2 separate regions of the Drosophila melanogaster genome follow, and region 1 is linked to region 2. Evidence: chromatin contacts called from public Hi-C data. All regions are on one chromosome and are shown on one strand. The core of a region is the stretch at or near the end of the contact, and the rest is flanking DNA. Distances in the headings are between cores, read along the strand shown.

Region 1 (7,327 bases), core at 4,230-6,729, 7.9 Mb before region 2:
TTGTAAGAATGTCGAGCGGTTGACTCGTCAAAGGAGCTGTCTGAGGCACTGGCACTGGTGTCCTGCTCGCTTTCATCTTGATTATCTTGCACCGATGCAGCCGGCAGTTCGGGAAGCTTAAACAAGTCATCCTCGTCGTTCTTCTTAGCTGGAGGCGGTCGCTTAACCGGGGATTTCAACAGTAGCTCTGCATTCTTGCCCAGCGCTTGCTGCACTACTTTTTCTTTGGCCAGGGATTGAAGGAGCAAAGCCTGAATGCGATCAGCTTCGTTGCTGAGCTTATTCCTCTGCTGCTGGCGACGTGCCTGAAGGGGTGACATAAAGAGGATTTAATTTAGAGAGTGAATTTGATATATTCCCCTATTATAACTCACAATAGTGTCCCTTTTAAGCTGCGGCACGCATCCATCGAAAATGAAAACCGGTCGCACACGATAGTATAGCAATTTACAGAGACGATGGAATAGACCCAGTAAATGGGCATTACTCAGGGCCGATCCCTTGTTGTCCTGAAAGCCCTTCACAACCTGATGCAACCAAATCGATATATCTGCAGGACGAAAAGTACTCCAATCAGCAAGTATTTCATTAGGTGGCGAAAAACGATGCTTACCCACTGCTAGGATTTTGCCCTCCAAAGTCTCTACGGGGACTGGCTTGCCGCACGGCTCAATGAGCTTCCACAAGCCCGTAACTCCCATTTTCTACTAAAATATTAATTGTATAAAACATGCAAAATAATAACTAACTAAACTTTTTGTTGCGATAAGACGCGCTTTTTTAAACAGCTGTTTCCAGTGCTGGAAAGAACACGCGGTTATCTATCTGGATGATTTTTAAAACAGTGATTTTCTGATCACATATATAAACAAATAATTACTGAAATACTTAAATATTATTCTGACACCTTTATATACTTTGAATGAAGGCGTAAAAAACTAGATCGGACTGGATTGAAATGCGGCATTATTTAAGGGTGTAATTCCAACCGTCACTTACAATCCCAAATTAATCCCATGTAAACGTTGACTAACAACATAATTTAGTCTTTGAGGAAAGTGACAAAACACAAGTGAAGTTCTTAGATAATGCCTATGTTTAATGTTTTTTGTTAATGCTCAATACTAGCTTTGTTCTTAATGACTGAAGAGGATAATTGATCCGTATAGTTTCTCCTATTCGTAATCACTCGGGGGCTTCCTCTGCTGTTGCGGTGGCACTGGCGTTGGCATTTTCGGCAGTGTTGGAATCCTTCTTGCTGGCCTTGCTCTCCTTTTTCTCCTTGACCACTTTACGATAGACCTCGAGATCCTGCGTCAGAGAGGGCACGAAGCTTTCGAAGTCTAGCTCGGTGAGGGTCTGTAGAATATCCTTGGCCGTGATGGTCTTGTGGTTCTGCTTGTGGGCCAACGCCGTCGACGAGGATGTCACGAAGATGGCAAACACAGATGCCGCTCGGGCGATCGCTGCTCGCGCTTCCTTGCTGACACTAGCTGACTCCGGCAGTGCTTCCTTGATGAGCCGGCCAATCACGGCATTCGGCAGGTTAAGATCCTCGATGCGCTCGACCATTTTGCTGCTGCTTATCTGCTTTTACTTGGTGGGCACTTTTGATTTTCCGTCTAGATTTCGGCGTCTTTGCTTCCCGCGTAAAGAGTAAACAGCTGGCTGAACAGTGTTGGACAAGGCCAGCGTGCACGCATCTACACCAGCGATGTGGCAACTCCCCCACTCAATTCTGTTTGCGCCGCCTCGTTCGCATCAATTGTTTACACATTTTTATAAATAACAGCCAATTACCCCGGCCTAAATGTGCACGGAGCGATTCGGGCCAAACTTGAAGCTGTTCCCCTCCGAACTAACGTGATACAAGTCCTGTGCGTGTGCCAGCTACCACGCACATGGACCAGCAACAAGCGACGCCGCCAAAAAAACGCAGGCACAGCGAGTACCACGATCCAGATTATCAGCAAACGGAAGTTTCTAGCCAGGATGAGGAAGAAACCTGCGCAGAAGCCGAGTCGCCCGGTCAAAGAAAGTGGACCAAGACGGAACAGTCGGATGGCATGCTGCCGTTGTCCGACAAATTTCAGCGCATCCGGGAGCTGCTTCGTCTGGAGTTCCAGCGCGAAATCTCTCAGAAGGTCGAGCAGCTGGCCGAGATCGACCGACGACTGCTGCAAGGACGACAACTGTTGGACAGACTACGCTATCAGGTGGTCAGCGAATATTACCGAAAGCAGCAGGTCCCCCTCACCGGCGCGGATATTGCGAAAGTGCGCGGCGACAGCCTTTTTGGGGACGACATAGCCGCTCCGCAGCTGCCACTGCATCCAGCCATTAAAAAAATCGTTGGCAAGCGCCCTGTTGTCATCCAAAATCATTTGCCAGAGCGCACGGCGGCCACCTTGGCCAAAGAAACCATCCGACTGAGGAATCCGGCTCATCGTCGGGCGGAACGAAGGCGGCAACAGAAGATCAAGGAGCAGGGCATCGTAACCGATCACTCCAAGGACAAAAAAGATCAGCCAGAGCAGGAACCTCCCATTTCCGTTAAGTTGGAGGACGAGCAGCCGTGCACCAGCCGACAGGCCCACGAAAGGCAAGTGGAGCTGAATGCCTCGCGGCTGAATAACAAGAACAAATTCAACTTCGTGGTGGGTAATACTTCCAAATACATTGGCGAAGACTCTCGAGAGAATGGCACAGGTGGGAATGCTTTGACCTATAAGTGGTTGGTCTATGTGCAAGGCAAAGATCTACCTGAACCACTTGAAAAATACATTAAAAAGGTAAGTAATTCCCATAAGCACGTACGGAGTGATTCAATCTCTTCTTCGCAATTCTAGGTGCGCTTCCACCTCCATCCGTCATACCGCCCAAACGACATCGTGGACGTGCACAGGTCTCCGTTTCAGCTTAACCGACATGGTTGGGGCGAGTTTCCGATGCGCATCCAGCTATTTTTCCAAGAGCACTTGCAGCAGAAACCCGTGCAACTAATGCACACGGTGGTGCTGGATAAAACAATGTGTGGACTGCACACGATGGGCGCAGAGACCACTGTGGAAATATGGCTGAGAGCAAAACAGGCGATAACGAAACAGAAAAGCGGCAAACCTCATCCTCCCCATGAACAGGAGACTGCAGTTCCTGCTCCACCTCTGGCTGCTCCGAATGTTTTAGAGCCTTCGGTTTTCGCCTTTCCTGGAGAGTCATGCAAACCGCGCACCATTTCAATCACTCAAAATAAGGAGGAACTTGATGACAATCTGTTTGCTGGTATCAACAAAATTGAACTCAGCGACGACATTGAGAAAATTGAACCAACTGTGTTGGTTTCAGAGCCCCTGAAGTTAAACTACAGTCCAAGAAAGCAGCCACCCACTCCGTCATCGCCTCCTAGGACTCAACTTCGGTTAAATGCGGCTCAGGTCACCGCTTCGAAGCCTTCTGTGGTCTATCTGCCAGTAAACGGCCGAAGTCCTAGGCAGGAATCCTTGCCAGAAAGGCAGCGGCAGGAGTTTTCGCCAGTAAAGCACTATCCACCGGCATCTCCGCAGAGAGCGTGGAAGGAATCCTCGTCGGATCGGCCACCAATAAAGCCTGTGCCCAATGGCCATCACCAGGGCAAGAAGAATGTTGTGTTTCAGAGAGCAGGAAAGCTGTACATTATCGATCCCTTGCAGCGCAAGCTTAAGCAGGCTGCAAAGCAACAATCCCTGCTGAAACCACAATTGAGTCTTCTTAAGCCACCGTCAGAAACGCGATGGCATATGCTGCAGTGCATGCAGCACGATCATGGGTACGCCAACATGAGCGGCGAGATGGAGGAAAAGCCAATGCTGTTACCTCCAATTGTGGACACTACCATACAATCGCGACCCCGAAGGCTGGAGCACATCTTTAGAAGTGCACAATTCCGAAATATGCGCAGTGCTGTGGAGTTCCTGCTGAGCCGCCTCCCGCTTGCGTCGATTGATCAGCAAAAGGAGTATCCATTCACTTGTATAACCCTCGAAGAGTTCCACAATCACACTGCTCTAAAACAACGTTGCTTTGAGTACCTGCGCGCACGTATGCTCCGTCGCTGTCTGATGCAGCACCACGAGCTGCATAAGTTGGACATTAGTGGAAAGGAACACTACTGGAGTTTACGGGAGATAGTGGCGTTCGCCAGGGTTCATGGTTATACGCCAGCTCTCAAAGATGTTTTACCTGTCGTGCATGAAAAGAGAAAACAAAAACTGAGCGATGAGGAGCAACTGGCTCGGCGTGTTCAGGCGCAACTAAAGGGCGAGCCCCAACCGCAACTGTCGGCCTATAGCAGTCTCAGCTCAGGCAATCGGCTGGAAGCTTGGATAACCAAGCAATCCGATCGTCTGCTTGGTCATGATCAACAGATGCGGGATAAGGAGTTCATCGATGTGTTGGGTGTGGACAAACCTCATCCGCTTGCGTCCAGGTTAACAAACTCAGCAGATGTATCTTTCCAAATGGTGAATCATCGCCAACTACTTTATCTACCTCCGCCGAAGCACTTGGATTCGACCTTGCAGCTGGTCCAGGAAATGTGCAAGGACATTAATATCACACTGGAACCGGAGGAATCTCCGCCTGGCGTCTCCCAGCCACTGGCTCTCTCGATGCTCGGACAAGTGCTGCGCACTTTTATTGAGAAATTGGTGCGCCGCTCCTTGGCGGCGAAACTGCAACAGGAGACTTTGGAACAGTTGCCACCGGCGGCGGCCAATGCTCCGTTGTGTCTCCAACCTCAGGACATAGGCCGTGTCATCAGTCTGTGTTCCGAATTGGATTTCCTCGGAAACAGTCACTTGGGAGTTGCTCCGATAGAACCACAAATCTAATGTGCAGTTGCCATTGTTTTGAATTTATTTTTTATCAAGTCCGCGTCATAGTTCAAATTCTACTGGGATATTAGTTGATATCTAATTAGAGCCTTGTACTCGTTGGTAAGCATAAATCTAAGCAATAAATTAACTAAATTAATGTCCGAAGAAATGAATACTGCGTTTTTAATTATCAACGATTATCATATTTTGGACGAAATCATGAGATGAGTGGTCATTAATTTTTAAATTTTGAATATCTGGCTGAAGACTTTTAAATTGTTTTATCAATATAAATAATAATCGCTACAATTGCATATTTGTACGAAACATGTAAACATTTTTAAGTCTTATCAGCTATCTTCACAGAGTAATATATCTTTATAGTGCCCTAGAAGTATGCAGTGAAAAGTGCCGTTAACAAATTGAATAACTGTTAAAGGGCGGTTTTTTTTTGCAGCTCTTAGCATATCCATATGATTCTTCGACTATTATCGGTCGCAATCGCATCTCTTTTGGGGGCGCTCTCTTCGCTCTCCCCGCTCACCGATCGATTTCATTCATGGCGCATGCCAATGCCGCCAATGTAGGGATGAGGTCCATCTGTTTCTCTGGCTCTGTTTTCCTCAGTCTCTTTTCCGACGTGCGCGCAACAAGACCTAAAATCAAAGTGGAGCAGAGAAGAGCCCGCTTCCCGCGCTTGCTGCTCTTTAGATTAACTAATTAATTACTTGCCTGATATATAAAATGATTCACGAGTCATTATAATAATTATAATGTCGAAGCCTTCTACAGGCCATATAGCAGCTCCAGTACGTCTAAGATAATCTATGAAAAGCTTTTGGATCACCAATTTTGAATGCTATTTCTTTTCCTTTTTTTTTTGTTTCGTGTGTGTGCGTTCGTGCGACAGAAAATGTGGAGGCGCTAAAATGTTCTATTTTTATTTTGCAGTAAAATCCACAAGGAGATGCAAGTGTGTAGTATGTTTCAGCTTCTGTTGCGACGCCAAATTGCATTTGCGGCCAGCACGCCGCTCGATCCCTCGATCGTTTAGACCCCTTCATTGACTCAGTTTTCCTAGTGGTGGACAATCGGTCCACCCAATCAATATTTTTCGGAGCGCCACCCCAAGCGTTTTCCAATGATGCAAATCCCATTTACTCGGATTTTCAAAGTAATTTTCGTGCTCTCAACAATTGTCGCCGTCACAGGTACGTACATAATCTCCACCTGATTTTTAGATTCCAATATTACGGCCAGTATTGCCAGGCTCTCCCACAAAAAAAGCTATTTCTAGCGTCGAAAAAACTGGAAAACAGCTACAACAAATCATAAAATATTTGCAGTGCTGATTATATACTTGTTATGCTAAAAAACTAAAACTTCCTTGAAAACTGTGTAAAATCCTGTATTAGCTTTCTGTTCGTGGATGATGAATGAAGTAAACTTCAGATAATATACATATTTGTGAATTATTTCTAAAGATTTTTTTGAGTTTCATTTAAATACTGTCCTTATGAACAAACTTTGCATTCTTAAAAATTAAAAAAATTAGTAATAATAATACCATAGGGAGACATTTTTATGATAATTTCAAAAGTTGCCGCACTAAAAACTGAAAGCTTTTTGTACTTCAACTTGAGCTTTACAACGTTATCTATTCTGTATCTTTGCGATCACTGGAAATGTCCTGTTTTCTTAATCGCACACCTTCTTCTGTATTCTGCAGATTGTTGTTCGAGCCGAATCTTACTTCTCCGAGAGCATACGCTGAAAATTGTGCAGCATCAGCACAGCCACATGCACGAGCATGCGCACGAGCTGCAGCAGCAGATCCAGGAGACCGCGGTTGAGTTGCTCAATCGCCTGGAGCTGCAGCGCAAGCAACTGGAGGCCTCGGCCCAGGAGGAGGCAGACCAGCTGCATCCCGATACGGATCCCAATCCGGACTCGGGCGGCCAACTGCCAAACGCAGACGACTCCATTGCTGCGGATCCGGAACAGGATGGGATAATTCTCGGATCCAGTACCGACACCTGGTTGGCCAGCGAAAGCAGCACACCAATCACTGATTCCGAGACAGTGACAACACCCGAAACTGTTACCCACACCGGAGAACCGCCACCTGACCCCAGTTCGTCCAGCACGCCTGACTCCACGACTCCCAGCCCGAACGACAAGGAGACAGAGATTCAGATGCTGCCCTGCAGCGAAGCTTACAATACTAGCTTTTGCCTGAACGGCGGCCACTGCTTCCAGCATCCGATGGTGAACAACACAGTCTTCCATTCCTGCCTCTGCGTTAACGACTACGATGGAGAGCGGTGCGCCTACAAGAGCTGGAATGGTAGGTACTCTACTCTAGCATAGCCATCCATTCACAGAAGTCTCTTCCTGTGTTGTATGGAACGGATGGAACTAACGATATCTATTAGTCTGTACCCAGTACATGGTAACTAAATGAACTCATTGAT
Region 2 (6,742 bases), core at 2,438-4,937:
TAATCCCCTATATCACATCAGCAACCATATTCATTCGCCTCACTTGATATGCAAATTTGCTGGCCAAAAACAACGATAATAAAATGCAACAAAGTGAAAAACAACATTTTGTAATTTGTAATGCTTGTTAATGCTTTTGTTTTTGTTGCTATTGGCTTATTGTTGCTGCTTTTTATCTGGTGATATTTCCTGGTCCGATTTCCAGCAAATCAACAAAACAGAGACAAAGAGAGTGTGTCAGAGGGAGACGCTTATCGCAATTATTAAAATACAATGTCAAAATGGCCAAAGCTCGAGATTATCTTTTCCAATTGAAATGGACAGAGCAGCCACAGGGACGTGCTATTGTAGAGGGGCAACTATGAACGGAGGGGGGTCCCCGAGGGGCATTCGCTTGCAACCTGAGCCCCGGCTCTTATCGTGGCTGCAACTGCAGCTATTCGAATGCAAGCTGCGATTGCCATACGCAGTTAGCTAGCTTCTCTTATCGCTCGAATTCAGATCCGTTGCATAGATAAACTCTATGAAGAACCCTCTTAACGCTTCGATATTATATATGAAAAGAAGCGCCCCTGAATTGGGGATAAACTTGTGAACTTTGTAATACATTATATAATAATATAAAAAAACGTTAAATTAATTTATGTCGCAGTGCATTAGCCCAAACCCGCTTCAAATCGACCCAAACTCAAGTTCGACTAAATTGTCACCCGCATGGTGATAGCTACATACATATGTGAATTAGCCGAATAACCGACAACCAGGCAGCAGCAGACAAGCGAACATCCAGCAAGCTACAAACCAACAGCTGGCCATTAACATAAAATTAGTGATAAGCGTAATTAAAATTTATAAAAACAAAAACGAATGAGACGACACAAAGGCGCTTATCTATGTGCGACTGCACTTCCTCAGGTCTCGAAACTCCTAAAAGGCGTGAGATAGGAATCGAGAGCAGGTGAAACTTGCTTCAATTTCAAATACCCTGCCTTGCAAGAAATAATATAATGAATCTTTGGAAAGCCATTCTTTTTTTTTTTTTATTTATTTATCATTTATGATGATGTGATAGATATCTTAGAAAACTGTTTTTTTTTTTTTTGACTATACCAACAGCACAACGACTTACGCCCATTTAGAGGGTATTTCGAAAACGAACCCGAGGGCGTTGTCATCACGATTCCTACACTTCGAGCTAGAGACTATGCGCTTCGATACAACTGGCAGTTATTGAAGCTTATGTAAAGGCAACAATAACAACCTTTGGAGAACCTCCAACAAAAGCTACGCAAGTTAATGTTATTTGCTGTTGTTGTTGTTGTTGTGGCTGGCACTGCTGCTGCAATTGTGATAAAACTTTATCGAGTTGCGCTTTGAGTTTTTTCTCGCCTTCAAACACCAACTCCCAACGCCCACTGAGCCATAGAAAACAACGGGACCGAAGTGAGGCAAGTGTGCAAGAGATAAATATGCAAAGCAGAAATGTTAGGGGTGCCAGAGGATGGGGGGGTTGGGGGGTGGATAGCTACCCAGGGATAACCCACAGATAGTGCAGGTGCAACAACAACAACAACAAAAACTATACAGACATCAACAACAGCTGCACTGATAAAAAATACCCTAAATTATCGCAACGCAAATGGTAAAGTTTCTCGTTATCCGTAGCTTAGTACCCTTTAAATAGCTAAAAGTGGTGGTCTTAATGGGTCTTGAAAACTATTAAAATATACAAACAGAATTTAAATAGAACTTTATAAATAGTTTTCAGTTTTCTGCTTAATAGTTCTTGTTAACTATTCCAGCGTATATTGTTTTAAAACTTTTCTTAAAAAGTAATACATTTTCTTATCCACTTATTTGTGAGCTATAAATAAGCCTGATGCTTTCGGAAGGTTATGTGGAATATAATTTCTATTGAAATTAAAGACAGTTCTAGAACTATAAATGACTCAATATACAGCTTGAATTATTGCCAACTAACTTGTATCCATAAGCGCTTATCGAATCAAACGTTCTTCAATAGTTTCTTGATCTATATACAGAGTGTATGGCCCGTCTCGAGATATAGATGGCGTCTTACTGTGCAAGTCCCACTTGCATGAGTCGCGTTGATATCACTCGTTGGGTATTTGTTGGATGTGGGATCGGACGGAATGGAAATGGGTTCTGGGGGCTACGTTCAGATGGGTGTTGGGTGGGGCAGAGTCAGCCAGTCGGGAAACGTGCTTCGAGCAGAAGCAGCAAAAGCGATAAGAAGGCCAAAATGGCAAAATGGATAAGCAACTAACCGTGCGGACTTCGGGGGGCGGAAACTGAGGTGAGTTCAGGTGGTCGGGGTGTCCAGTGTCGCAGGTCCGGCACGTTTTATCGATTTCGATTCCGAAATGCATTCATTGGGTGTCAAATGGTTCGGGCCATAAATATATCAAATGGCAAACAGCGAAATGTAATTAGTTGACACTCTCCGCGCTTCGTAACACTCTCTCTTCTCTCCTCTCTCTTCGCGCTTCCCCCACAATGCTTATGAGGTGTGTCAGCTGCACGTACAACAGGTATCGACATCGATAACGAGACGACAAAGAAATTTTATTTAAATGAGCAAGAAAAGTTGGCTACTTTTTGAGCACCCTTTCATTTTATAAGATCCGTGCCGTTGGAGTACGTCTTTGAAAATATACAGAATGCTGCAAAACCCCACTTCTATCTCTTTTCCTGGTGACAACGATCGCTTTGGACGATCGTTGAACGTTATCAATGCTTAAATAAATCATTTTAATATCGGGTTTCATGCAGTCACAAAATCTTGGATTTATCGTTCGTCACTCGTTTCGTTTTGAATTTTTGTTGGCTGCTTTGTCTTGGCATAGTTAATCAATTTCTTGGATTTCTGTGTTTGCTGTGTGTTCGTCCGCATGTTTTGCTGTCAAAAAACGAGAGCTGCTGAGCAAGCCAGCGAAATTGAATGGGTCAGCTTGCGGTCAGATGGGAAAAGCGATCGTGATTAGTGGAGAGTTACGAGATAGCTTTGTAATGACAAAGTGTAATTTACAAAAGTGCATTTGTTCGTTGAGGCAAAATAATGGTTGCAGATAACTGCACAGGTGCTATAAAAAGAAGGTCGTCGACTAAACCCCGACTTGATAAAACTAAACTTGTAGCTCACCTTTATTCAACGGCTTCGGGTTGGACTGTTTGCGTCGTGACATTTCGAGTCCAGCTGCTGGACCGGAGGTATATCTTCAGCTACGTCGGCATCAAGTCTGCGGAAGATCCAGATTCGCGTTCCTTTTCGCGGACATTTACCGGCGGATGCTATATCGCACTCACACACAGGCACTCACTCTCACACACACGGCGAGTATCAATTATGGGCAATCAATGCGATTACTTGTATTATTTGTATTATTGGCGGCGATTAACAAGCCTTAATGAATTTCTAACGATCGGCGCGACGAAAAACGCGCGCGTTTTATGAACGAAATGGAAGTGGAATATTCCGATTGGAATGCAGCGGGCAGTAATCTCCTGCTCGATCTCGAGTCCCATCAATATCTGATCAGTGTTTTGCTCTTGATATTGCAATTAATATGCAGTCGCGTATTTCTTTACCAAAAGCCTCTCGAAGGGGGCGTGGCATGCGAGGGCGTTCTTAAAGACGTCCGTTCGAAGCAAGCGCTCGCTCACGAATGAAACGCAAAGCGAATCCGAAACCGACACGAAAGCTCTCCAGTTGGCCAAAGAGAGAGAGAGAAGGAGAGAGAGAGGGAGAGAGATAGGGAGAGAGAGAGAGAGGGAGAGAGCGCGCAATCTTATTAGAGCGCGCGCATTTCTTTCCATTTTGTTTTGTACTCGGTTTTTCATCGCTCCGCATGCTTTCGCGTCTGCTTCGCAGTCTGATAAGAATCAAAACAAAAACGCCGAAACATTTACGCACGTTTTCACACTTTTCTCACCATCCTTCCTTCTCTTTCCATTTAACGCATTTGCATCGGTATTTACCAAATTCTTGTTGGAAATTCTTGCTCATTGAAGTTCTCTTCTCCTATATTCTGCCATCTACTAATTGTTGCTACCCACAAGCTGAAAACTACTCGTTCACTTTGGTTTAAGCACTAGATTTTTTTATTTTCTTCCCACTTTCTTTTTTTGTACACTTTTTGACTACAGCAGCTGGCAATAGGCTTTAGTGTTAAAAACCCACAACGCAATTATGAGAAAAATGAAAAGATTCCACTTTGGGCCACTAGTTGGCGCTTTCACACCGCTTGCAAGGCATACTTTTAGGCTTTCCGCATAGATGGCGCCCCAGAAAGGCGCCAATTCAAAAACCTGGTAAATAGTGTTCTTATTTTAACCAAGAGTCACGATAGTTCTTGTCAAAAATAAATGTAAGCAATTACGACATCGTCCACAGAATTCTATTTCCTGTGTGAAGAACCATGGTCAGCATTTTATTTAGCTGCACTTCCGTTTCTTTTTTGCATAATTTCTTCATTTTGTTTCCCTCTGTTCGCTCACCTTTTTGTCTTGTAATTTGCACCTATTGCATGATTTTAATGGAAATTCCTCCTGCTTTGCATTGGACACTCATAGATTTTAAAAATTCGGACAGCAGCGGAAATGAAAAGCTTCCTGCGGGACAATTCCGCAGTTGAAAGGGGTGGGGGCGTTGGTCTAAGGGCAGGGCATGCAAATGGGGATGCATGGCAATAAATATCATAAACCAGTTAGCGACCCGTAATCCGCGCTAACATATGGCCGAGTCGATTAGCCACGGGAACTCCACGAGGTTTCCACCTTCCCCGCCCTCTACCTTGGGTCATTTGCGGTCTCCTTTCGCTCCGTTTCTTACCCATTTTTTCATCGCCGCCCTTCGCTAATCGCTAATGAAGTATACGCACCGTTGACCTTCGGAACGTTCATTACACTTTGTCGTTGGCTTTTTAGGCTATCCCTGATCGCTTTTGGTCTGTTCTCAATGCAATTCGGCAGTCACCCAAAAAACCTATAAATAAATGGAAGCAACAAAAGTAAGTGCAAGTATGCGTTTGCAACATCAATAATGATCGAGGTTGATAGTACTCCGTTGATATACTAAGCTCAAGGATATGACAGTGGATTCCAGAGCTCAATTTTCATATGTAAGCACATTCGAATTCTTAAAAATGTGCCAGAAATATCGAATGTGTCCGTATGCGTCTTCATACCAAATGAATATGTTGCGAAATACTTTCTAAATTCGGCGCTATTCAAAATAATAGCCTTCATTTCAATTGAAAACGAAGATCTTGTTAGAGGGGCGTCGGAAAAAATGACAAGCAACCATAACTAATATTCGGGGGAATCCCAGCAGTTTTAGCTTGAAGTCATGCCTATACTATAATGAGCGAGCTGCTTCTTTGTCCGTAACATCGATGCCAAATCAATCAGCTGCGTATATGCCCAATTTGTCGTAGTGTTTCACCGAATGTATTTCAGTGCCAGTACAAAACCCTCAAAAATACCGCTTCGTTATCCGTAACCGAGTCAGCCTTCCCTGCAATCATAGTGCAATACACTCGCCTGGAGGCCTGATGAGGATGTTCCGAGATTGGGAGCAGGGGCCTATACGAGGTAAGGTGAGCAACTTCCAGGTCAAGCAACTTCTGGCGGCAAGGCCATGCCCGTGACTAAAATGGAAATGAAAATGACAGCCGCGAAATAATAAAACAAAACAAAAAGTTAACCGAATATCTGCCGAAATTTTTGACGGGGGAGCTAATATCATTGACCCAAGGTGCAGTTACCTTGCGTGTTCACGCCGAGTGCAATGATCCGATGATTCGCCGGCATCCGATCGGAAACGACACGTTCCAACCCTGGACGAGGCGACCTTACCCTGAGCGCACTAATTTATGGACGACATGGGAAATGGGGGTCAATACACTGAGCCAGCAAATAGTGAAAAGTAAAGTTGGCGATTTAATATTTTCAAATCTTCGAAATGGTTGGACTTTGGTTCACTGAGGTTCAATCGCCAATAGAGTAACTGTTTGCAATCTAATCACTTGCTGCTGTTAAACCCATAATGGTAAATGTATTTTGAAATTATTTAAATTCTCCAAGGTCAACCGCTTTAGTTTGACTTCGTCAAGAACATTACGATGGGATAAACCTCACGTTTTGCAAATAAATTTGTTCTTAGAACTTTTTTCTTGTTATTTTAGCTTGCTTCAAAGAATGAATACTTTTTTTTCATGTGCAGGGCGTTCTCCATTAGCCTTGCTGTTCTCTTCCACTCTCTTTCGTCGATCGAATCTCTCTTTTCGGCCCACTTACTTCTCTTCTCACTTTTTCTGATGCTGATCCCATCCACTGCCAGGCCCAAGATCAGCGCTGCTGGGCTCCTTGCATAAATTAAAACAGCTGATGAAATTTGGCAAGTCCGTCGCATAAGCGAGCTAAAAAACCAAACAAAATGTTTCCCAAGCGGAGATAAAATTATTCACTTATTTTTGTTAAAAAGCTTCTTTGTTTTGGTCATTTGCCGTTATACAGACAGCCGTCGACGACGCCCACAAAATCACAAAATGCACTGCATTCGATCAAAGTCCAATGCGCTGACCCGCCCCCTTTCCTTGGATATTTGGGGGTACGATGGGTATTTATAGTAGCACCGATTGCAATAGAAATCCCACTCTCTCTCTCGCACTCTCGGTGGCTCTCCCTCCCGCCAAATAGTCGCTGCTAATTGGGGGCTGCC

What was found. A called contact is a pair of places that touch in the nucleus more often than the background predicts.
Region 1: a Hi-C map of the Kc167 cell line shows a contact between it and region 2, with 2.0 times the contacts expected there. A contact is called at or near these places in 3 of 107 Hi-C or Micro-C datasets (the Kc167 cell line, the S2 cell line and eye imaginal disc).

The regions. Positions count from the first base shown.
Region 1 is chr2L:8,431,750-8,439,076 of dm6, reverse strand. grk (gurken) reads left to right here and starts at 5,479. Exons shown (of 4, transcript NM_057220.3): 1 at 5,479-5,662; 2 at 5,805-6,064; 3 at 6,583-7,200. The coding sequence starts at 5,995. D12 reads left to right here and starts at 1,712. Exons shown (of 2, transcript NM_135384.3): 1 at 1,712-2,792; 2 at 2,850-5,019. The coding sequence starts at 1,902. The coding sequence ends at 4,868. It overlaps Chrac-14 (Chromatin accessibility complex 14kD protein), which reads right to left and starts at 1,672. Exons shown (of 1, transcript NM_057298.4): 1 at 1,081-1,672. The coding sequence starts at 1,572. The coding sequence ends at 1,186. It overlaps mus201 (mutagen-sensitive 201), which reads right to left and starts at 908. Exons shown (of 4, transcript NM_001032060.2): 1 at 614-908; 2 at 375-550; 3 at 1-305. The coding sequence starts at 701.
Region 2 is chr2L:487,780-494,521 of dm6, reverse strand. It overlaps lncRNA:CR46258 (long non-coding RNA:CR46258), which reads right to left and starts at 3,687. Exons shown (of 1, transcript NR_133060.1): 1 at 1,873-3,687. It overlaps ush (u-shaped), which reads right to left. Exons shown (of 9, transcript NM_001272902.1): 2 at 3,164-5,005. The coding sequence starts at 3,206.